2 separate regions of the Mus musculus genome follow, and region 1 is linked to region 2. Evidence: chromatin contacts called from public HiChIP or PLAC-seq data. All regions are on one chromosome and are shown on one strand. Each heading gives the region's core, a stretch centred on a gene start, on an enhancer-like site or on the middle of the called end of the contact. The rest is flanking DNA. Distances are from core to core; before and after follow the strand shown. Region 1 overlaps Hrh1 (histamine receptor H1). Region 2 overlaps Slc6a1 (solute carrier family 6 (neurotransmitter transporter, GABA), member 1).

Region 1 (3,463 bases), core at 296-2,795, 130 kb before region 2:
GGTAGCTCCGCTGACCGCAGTACCATACTTGAGGCCGTCTTCTGCCTCAGAACTGTGGGAGCTCAGTTTAGTACATTGCCGTCATCAACTAGAGGTGATGTCAGCAGCTACAGCACAGACCAACAGGCAAACGGTACAAGGACCGATGGAGCTGAAAGAGGCAAAACCTACGGGCACAGGCCGAGCAGATCCATTACGTTATACAATGGCTGTGGCAGCTGTGGAGAGAGACAGAAGGGGAGGGGACCTACTCACACACCACGCTGGGAGTGTTCTCTTCCTCCTTCTGGATGCTCGCTATCTAGCTACACAGTGTACATCCCTGGTTAAAATACATCCTGCGGTGCACTCGGCCTGCAGATGGAGGCATTTGTACACGTCACGGTTCAATAGAGAGTGCCACTGTTGTGATTAAAGGCCCATGAACAGGAAGCTCGCTGCATCCGTCAGGGAATTTCGGGTGGAGATCGTTGAGATCGCATCTGAGGGGACAGGAAGTCCAAATGCTCCATCTTTGTTCCCTACTGCTGCTAAGCTGGCCTCTTTCCCCTGTACTAAGAGGCTAGCACTGTACTCGATGCCCACCCTGTAGGGGGTATCTGGGGATCATTTGTGGCTCTGGCCTGGAACTACTGTAGCATTCAGTGATAATGTCACCAATACCCAGGCCCCTGCCAAGGACAAGATGACAAGATGTCTGCATCTCGGGACACTTTGCCTCCATTCCTTCCCTTATGAGCCACTTGTCACTTAGGAGGGTAGGCTGGTGGCTCACGGCTATGAACCTCAATGGAGGAAAGCAATATGGCAGCTTGAAGACCCCAAACCAGTCAAGAGCCTGTCAGTATCCTTATGCACTTCCTCCTGCCCATATCGTGGCATGCCACCCACACTTTCCCTCTTTGCCCATTTAAAGAAAATGCCCTAGGAGGCATCCTGTACATCTGCCTCAGAGAACTCCCGGTGATCCCTTGAGCCTGGGTGTGGAAAGCGAAGGTGCAGGCAGAGGCATCACCTGTGGCCATGTGCCCCTAAGAGCTCACAGATGTGCTGTGCCCTGGCTTTTGCCACTGTGTCACCTCCTATGGGCTTTGCTCACCCTTCAGTCTCTCAGCAAGCATCTAGGGTTGGGCTGCAAGGGCCTGGGGAGCAGCCCTGAACTTGGCTTTGAGGCGTAGGGTGGGGCAGGGATCACAAACCAGCTTGAGCAATCTGAAATCCTCAGAAGTGTTTCAGTTTCCAAGGTCTCCACACTAGGGAATTCTGTCTATGCAGAAGCATCCTTGGGAATGAGACCCAAGTCTAAACTCAAAGCTCAATTATGATTCCTGTGCAGTGTTTACACACAGGCCAAAGGTAATTAATTCTGTACCTTGTTCTTGGTGCATCTATAATGGGGCCGGGAGCTGTGTGTGACACAAGGCCAGGCATGGAGCTCTACACCGGTGGCTTCGTGAGAATCGTGATGTTCTGGACTTAGGGGCCTGGCATCTTCAGATACTCGCTTATGCCAGCTGGCTGCGTGCAGACAATGGGACAGTGGCAACAGTCAACTGCGGGACCATGGCAACCAGCGGGGCAGCTGCCTTCCAGCACCGCCAAGTGCACCAAAGGGATGTGCACTCACCGCTGGAAATCGCTGTCGTGTGTGTGCATTTTCAAGAGTACTGGAAACAAAAATCTCCTGTGAAATTGGAGCCAAGTTCATTTATCCGATTCCTTTAGGTGTTCATTTGCAACTCCTGGTGAGAGGCCATGATAGGGCATCACCAGATGATTTTTAAAAAAATACACGGTAGTATTTGGTCTGGAAATATGGTTATTTGAAAAATATGTCCAGGTTTAAAAACAAAAACATGTATTGTTTTACTCTACAATAAGTATTCATGTGGAAAAGAGGGGAAAGGACATAAATAAAGAAATTAAAAATAGCGTTGAATTATTGTAACCCTATTTTCTGAAGCAGACATTTGAATGCACTCTGACATTTCCTTCTGGTTTTCCTCTATATTCACCATGGAAATAACAGTATCGGTGTGTGCAGCTATCTAAACAGCACCTGCCTGTGTGGCTTTGACAGTCTCGATTTTATAACTTCTGCTTTCCATCCAAAGGCACTGTGATTTTTTTTCCCCATCTCAAAATTCTGCAAAAGCCCATTGTTTTCCATGGTTATACAAAATGCCATCATGTAACATTACCATAATTTACAAAATAATTGCCTCACTACTGAGCATTTAAAGGTATTGTTTGTTGTTGTATTGAAACAGTTTCTATGTAGCTCACATTATTATTATTATTATTATTATTGTTGTTGTTGTTGTTGTTGTTGTTATTACTATTATTGTTGAATCTATATAGCTCACACTGGCTTGGAACTCAGGATCTTCTCAACTCGGCCTCTCAAGTGCTGGGAGCACGTACCGGAGAAATGCTCAGGGAAACTAAATGTTCCCCAGGTTTCTGTGTTTGCTGGAAATGTGGGAAACACTTTTCTTGCTTCTGTTCTTTCCCCTAGAATGCTTTTCAATTCTATTCTACAGTCTTTGTCAAAGGATACTCAAAGGCATGTCTTTCCGTTGACTTTCCAAGTGAGCACCCCAGTGTCTCAGGAGCCCCCTCATCCTTTACAAAAGTGCCCAAGATGACAAAAGACATCATTTTCTCAAACAATTCTGCAAAGAAAAGGATGTCTAGGTCACCAGTGGGATGTAGAGACCCAAGACTGGATTATGTCAGGCCTCGGGATGTCCTCCACCCAGCCCCAGAGTCTTGGAAGAAAACGGGTCTGAGGTTAGATACATATGTCAGAAAACTATAGTCCCGGGGGGCTCCCAGGAGATGGGAGGGTTGGGGAGCTCCCTCTGCACAGACAGAGGAAAACTTTGTCATGAAGACAAGAGGCTGAGTCTGTCTCCTGGCATTGTGGAGATCTCACACTAGATAGGCAAATATTCCCAAAGCTAGGAAGTTCTGAAATTTGAAATACTTCTCTCAATATTTGGGTGAAGGATCCTTGCCACCGGGAAACCTCAGACTCTGTTCAGTTCACGTTCTCCTCGAACAATTGTCCTTGACCCGCACTGTCACCCGAAAATGAAGATAGGCTCAAGAGCCAGCATCCAAAAGGAGAAGCTGAGGCTAGCAAAGGAAAGAGGGGCCTGATACTGTCAGTGCATCCCATGTGTCTGCTGTTTGTTTATCCATCAATCAGGGCACAGTCAGAGAGAACGACTCTGCAACTAAGGGGAGGGCCTGATCCCTGGATGCTGTGACCACAGCCAAGTGTCTCCTTCTAGGGCCATGGCTACTGTACTGGGTGGTTGTGTGTGTCAACTTGACACAAGCTGGAGTTATCTCAGAGAAAGGAGCTTCAGTTGAGGAAATGCCTCCATGAGATCCGGCTGTAAGGCATTTTCTCAATTAGTGATCAAGGGGGGAGAGCCCACTGTGGGTGGTGCCA
Region 2 (3,372 bases), core at 471-2,970:
CTCTCAGCTTCCAGAACCACGAGCCTCCAGCCATTATCCATCACTGGCCTGTGGCATTCTATGACAGAAGCACTGATGGGCAAAGGTCTTCCCCAGGGTCACATGTGGCTGACTCTAAGACTCTTTGGCCCCTTGGGTCCTCAGGAAAGGCAGTCCAAAGTCCACAGTCCTCAGATCTAACCCAGGGGTCCCAGGCAGGGCCACTTGGAAGAACTGGCCCTGAGAGAGCCAGGCTGTCATTTCTGTCTTCCAGAAATGTATGTCTGGAATCAGCCGAACACCTGCAGCATCCGAGAAAGAACTGCAGAGCCAAGAGCTGTGAGTTCATGTCTGTGTCTGAGCATAAGCAAACGAGGCTGGTGTGACGGAACTGATGCCCAGGAAGGACCCAAGATACAGATTTGAACTTGAGGTTGGTGTGATGGAATTGATGCCCAGGGAAGATCCAAGATTCAGCCTTGGACTTGCCTGGTCCTGAAGCTACGTTAGTCTTGAGCCTGACCTTGGCTCTCTCTAGCACCTGTTAATGCAGGGTAAGCTACCTCTGCTCTCTGAGCCCTATCTGGATAAATGGGAGAATGAGAACAACCAGGTCAGGCACACAGATAGGTATGCAGGGTAACTCCAGCACTAGCTGGCAGGGCCTCAGGAAATCTCGGGCACTATATGGACATTTACCACCCAGCACTCCTGGCTGCAGCTTTGTGGGATATACCAGCAGGAATATCACATATAGATAGAGGGCCTGGTACTCTGAGACTCTGGTCCCACAGTGTCAATCTGTCAGTCCTAGAGAGACACAGCAGAAAACCTCTGCTGTGGATCTTCTCCTCAGCCCAGAGAAAGAGGTCCAGCTCATTCCTGTCAGAGGCTGAGAGGGGAACAAGATTGGTCACAAGAAAGATAATTAGGCAAACAGAAGCCTTACTCAGAGGCTTCTGAGAGGATGGAGTTAATGAAAGAGACCAGACGGAAGAGTGGTGAGTCTCAGAGATAGCCCATCCCTCTTCCATGTAGCTGTGACCAAGTCTTAACACCACTGACAGAAACTCAGCTAAAGCATGCAGAGATCTGCAGGTCCCTCAGCCAGAGACACTTTTGTAAGGAAGGCGTGTGGAGCTGGAAGCCCTAGATCAGACCTGGCAAATAGGTCAGAAGTAGCCCTTGGGCTTGTTTTACTTGGCCAGAACAACAAGAAGATTCAGTTTGAATTAGAAGTTGAAAATGTGACCCTTTAGGACACAGTGTTTTACACAGTGGGAAAGCAATGCAAAGACCTCAAGGCAGGACGGAGACCTGGGTGTTCGAAAGACAGCAGAGAGGTATGGAAGGGAACAGATCCAGGTGGAGGGTGACAGGAGTCACATCACATGGGGTCTCAGAGGCCAAAGCCAGCAGTTCAAATTATTAATTTTTTTTTTTGAATCTTAAGTGGCCAAGGATATCTCATGCTTCTAGATTTCACCCTAGCCATGACAAATGCTTCCAAGGGTCAGGAGCAGAAGCAGAGACATTCTTGGGAAACCGAGTCCAAGAGAGACACAAGGACTTGGCCTTGGCCACTGGGGCACTGGGACCCCACCCCAGAGCAGGGCCTGGAAGCTGGTGGCCTGCAGATGGCAGCCCAGCGTTGAGCCAGTGGCCAGCTGTGGAAGAGGGAAGTATAGCAGGGAAGCCCGAGGGACAATCTCCCTCTGTCTCATTGCTTCAGAGGGCCTGGTGTGGTCCTGTGGGTGGAAAGTAGGCAGAGGCTGAGAAACCAGGGCTTGACAGTCAGGCGTGCCATTGTCCCAGCACGTGAACTGTGGGTTGCAGGAGGCAGAGCAACAGGCTTGGCCTGAATTCTGCTCCTCCTCTCTCCCTCCCCTCTACCCCTTTCTCCTTCCTCCCCTCACCTCCCCCTTCTCCCTCCCTCCCACCCTGGCTAGGCCCACTGCTGCTCCATCTTGCTCCCTCCCCTCCGCTCAGTAATTACCAGGACGGCGGAGGCCTGCAGCAGCTGTAATGGCCCCCACTTGCTTTTATCTCTTTGAGAACTGTGATGGTTCAAGAAAGGAATTAATATTGGGTTTGGCTGGGTGCCAAGCGGAAACAATGCATTTTATTATCCGATTGAGAGGGAAATGCTAGGCCCACCCTTGGGACATCTGCTGTGCACCCAAGTCCCTGTGCACAAATCCTTTCAGAGAAGTGGGCACCCACTGTGTTCCAGGCATGTCACAGAGTTCTAGTGCCCAGACTGATTGCAGCTACATAAGCTGAGAGTTACTGTATTCCCCAGGTAGAGAGGGAAACTGAGGCCTGCCAGCCCAGGGCTGCGGTCAGAGGGACTCTCAGAGGGCTTTGCAATTCTGGCTTTGCTATGCATGGGGCGGCTCTGCTAGCAGCATGTCCACAGGAACGAGGTAGTGTGACTCGGGTGTGCTGGGCCTTGAAGCTGTGAGGAGGGACCTCACGTTTGGTGGGATGGCTTCCCATCTGATCCCTGCAGAATGCTTAGTAGGGATATTTGGCTTGGGCTGGCCTCAGGCTTCAAGAATGTGGTGAAAATCGAAGCCAGGACACACAGGGTGTTGCAGTAAGGGGCAGTTCCAGCTACCATGCAGAGATGATCAGCTGTATACACACTCTGTCACAGAGAGCAACTAGCAATGACAGCTACCCCGGGTAAGAGAGGCCCGAGGGAGGTGGAGTCCTGGAAATTGACAGGTGTTCATGGAAAAGGGACTGCGCCAGGCAAGTGTGACAGGAGTGTCTAGCTGGACATCTAAAACAGACCCGATTCTTGGACCCTCAGCTGACATTTAAGGGGACCAAAGAAAGGCCCTAACTGGTGTAGGCAGATTCTCTACCACACTTACATATGTGCACAAGGCTCAGAGAAGGCGCACAGAGAAGACTGGCGTGAGCTCAGAATCATACAGCACAAGAGTCGCTTTCAGTCTTTCAACTCTCCACGATCACTCAGGACCTGCATACCTTTTGACACCTCACCCTACCCCAAGGTCATTAGCAGCCCTAGCTGCAGTTCTCATTAGAAAGTACTAGATGCTAGGCTCTCTCAGCAACCCACTGAGGTGGTCCAGTCAGTTCTTTCCTCAGGGCTCAACAGAACCACACACACACACACACACACACACACACACACACACACACACACACACGCACGCACGTGCTGTTCCCAGCTCCATAACTAGAGCAGGCAAGAGTATGAAACACCAAAGCTCCATGATCAATAGTCCTATCTCGCAGACATGGGGCCATGATGCTTAAAGAGGTCAAATGACCAGTCCCACATCACACAGAGCTTAACCTGGGCCCTGGAGTCAAGAGTCTGACAAACCACATCCCTTAGCCTGTGCATCCTGGGAT

What was found. HiChIP or PLAC-seq counts read pairs in DNA pulled down with a chosen protein or histone mark.
Region 1: a contact with region 2 is called in an H3K27ac HiChIP or PLAC-seq map of stem cell-derived neural progenitor cells. The contact joins two enhancer-like sites. A contact is called at or near these places in 1 of 115 datasets of contacts at active chromatin or transcription factors (stem cell-derived neural progenitor cells) and 2 of 9 other capture datasets (adipose tissue and pancreatic islet).

What each region holds. Positions count from the first base shown.
Region 1 is chr6:114,425,898-114,429,360 of GRCm38.p6, reverse strand. All of the region lies in intron 1 of Hrh1 (histamine receptor H1), which reads right to left. Among named protein-coding and RNA genes, the nearest start is that of Hrh1, 30 kb to the right of the region's middle. Within about 2 kb of position 1,545, at least 32 of the 459 cell types and tissues checked have an H3K27ac peak or open chromatin away from gene starts, as enhancers often do. A contact at or near this core is called in stem cell-derived neural progenitor cells, where this site is marked.
Region 2 is chr6:114,296,134-114,299,505 of GRCm38.p6, reverse strand. All of the region lies in intron 1 of Slc6a1 (solute carrier family 6 (neurotransmitter transporter, GABA), member 1), which reads right to left. Among named protein-coding and RNA genes, the nearest start is that of Slc6a1, 15 kb to the right of the region's middle. Within about 2 kb of position 1,720, at least 50 of the 459 cell types and tissues checked have an H3K27ac peak or open chromatin away from gene starts, as enhancers often do. A contact at or near this core is called in stem cell-derived neural progenitor cells, where this site is marked.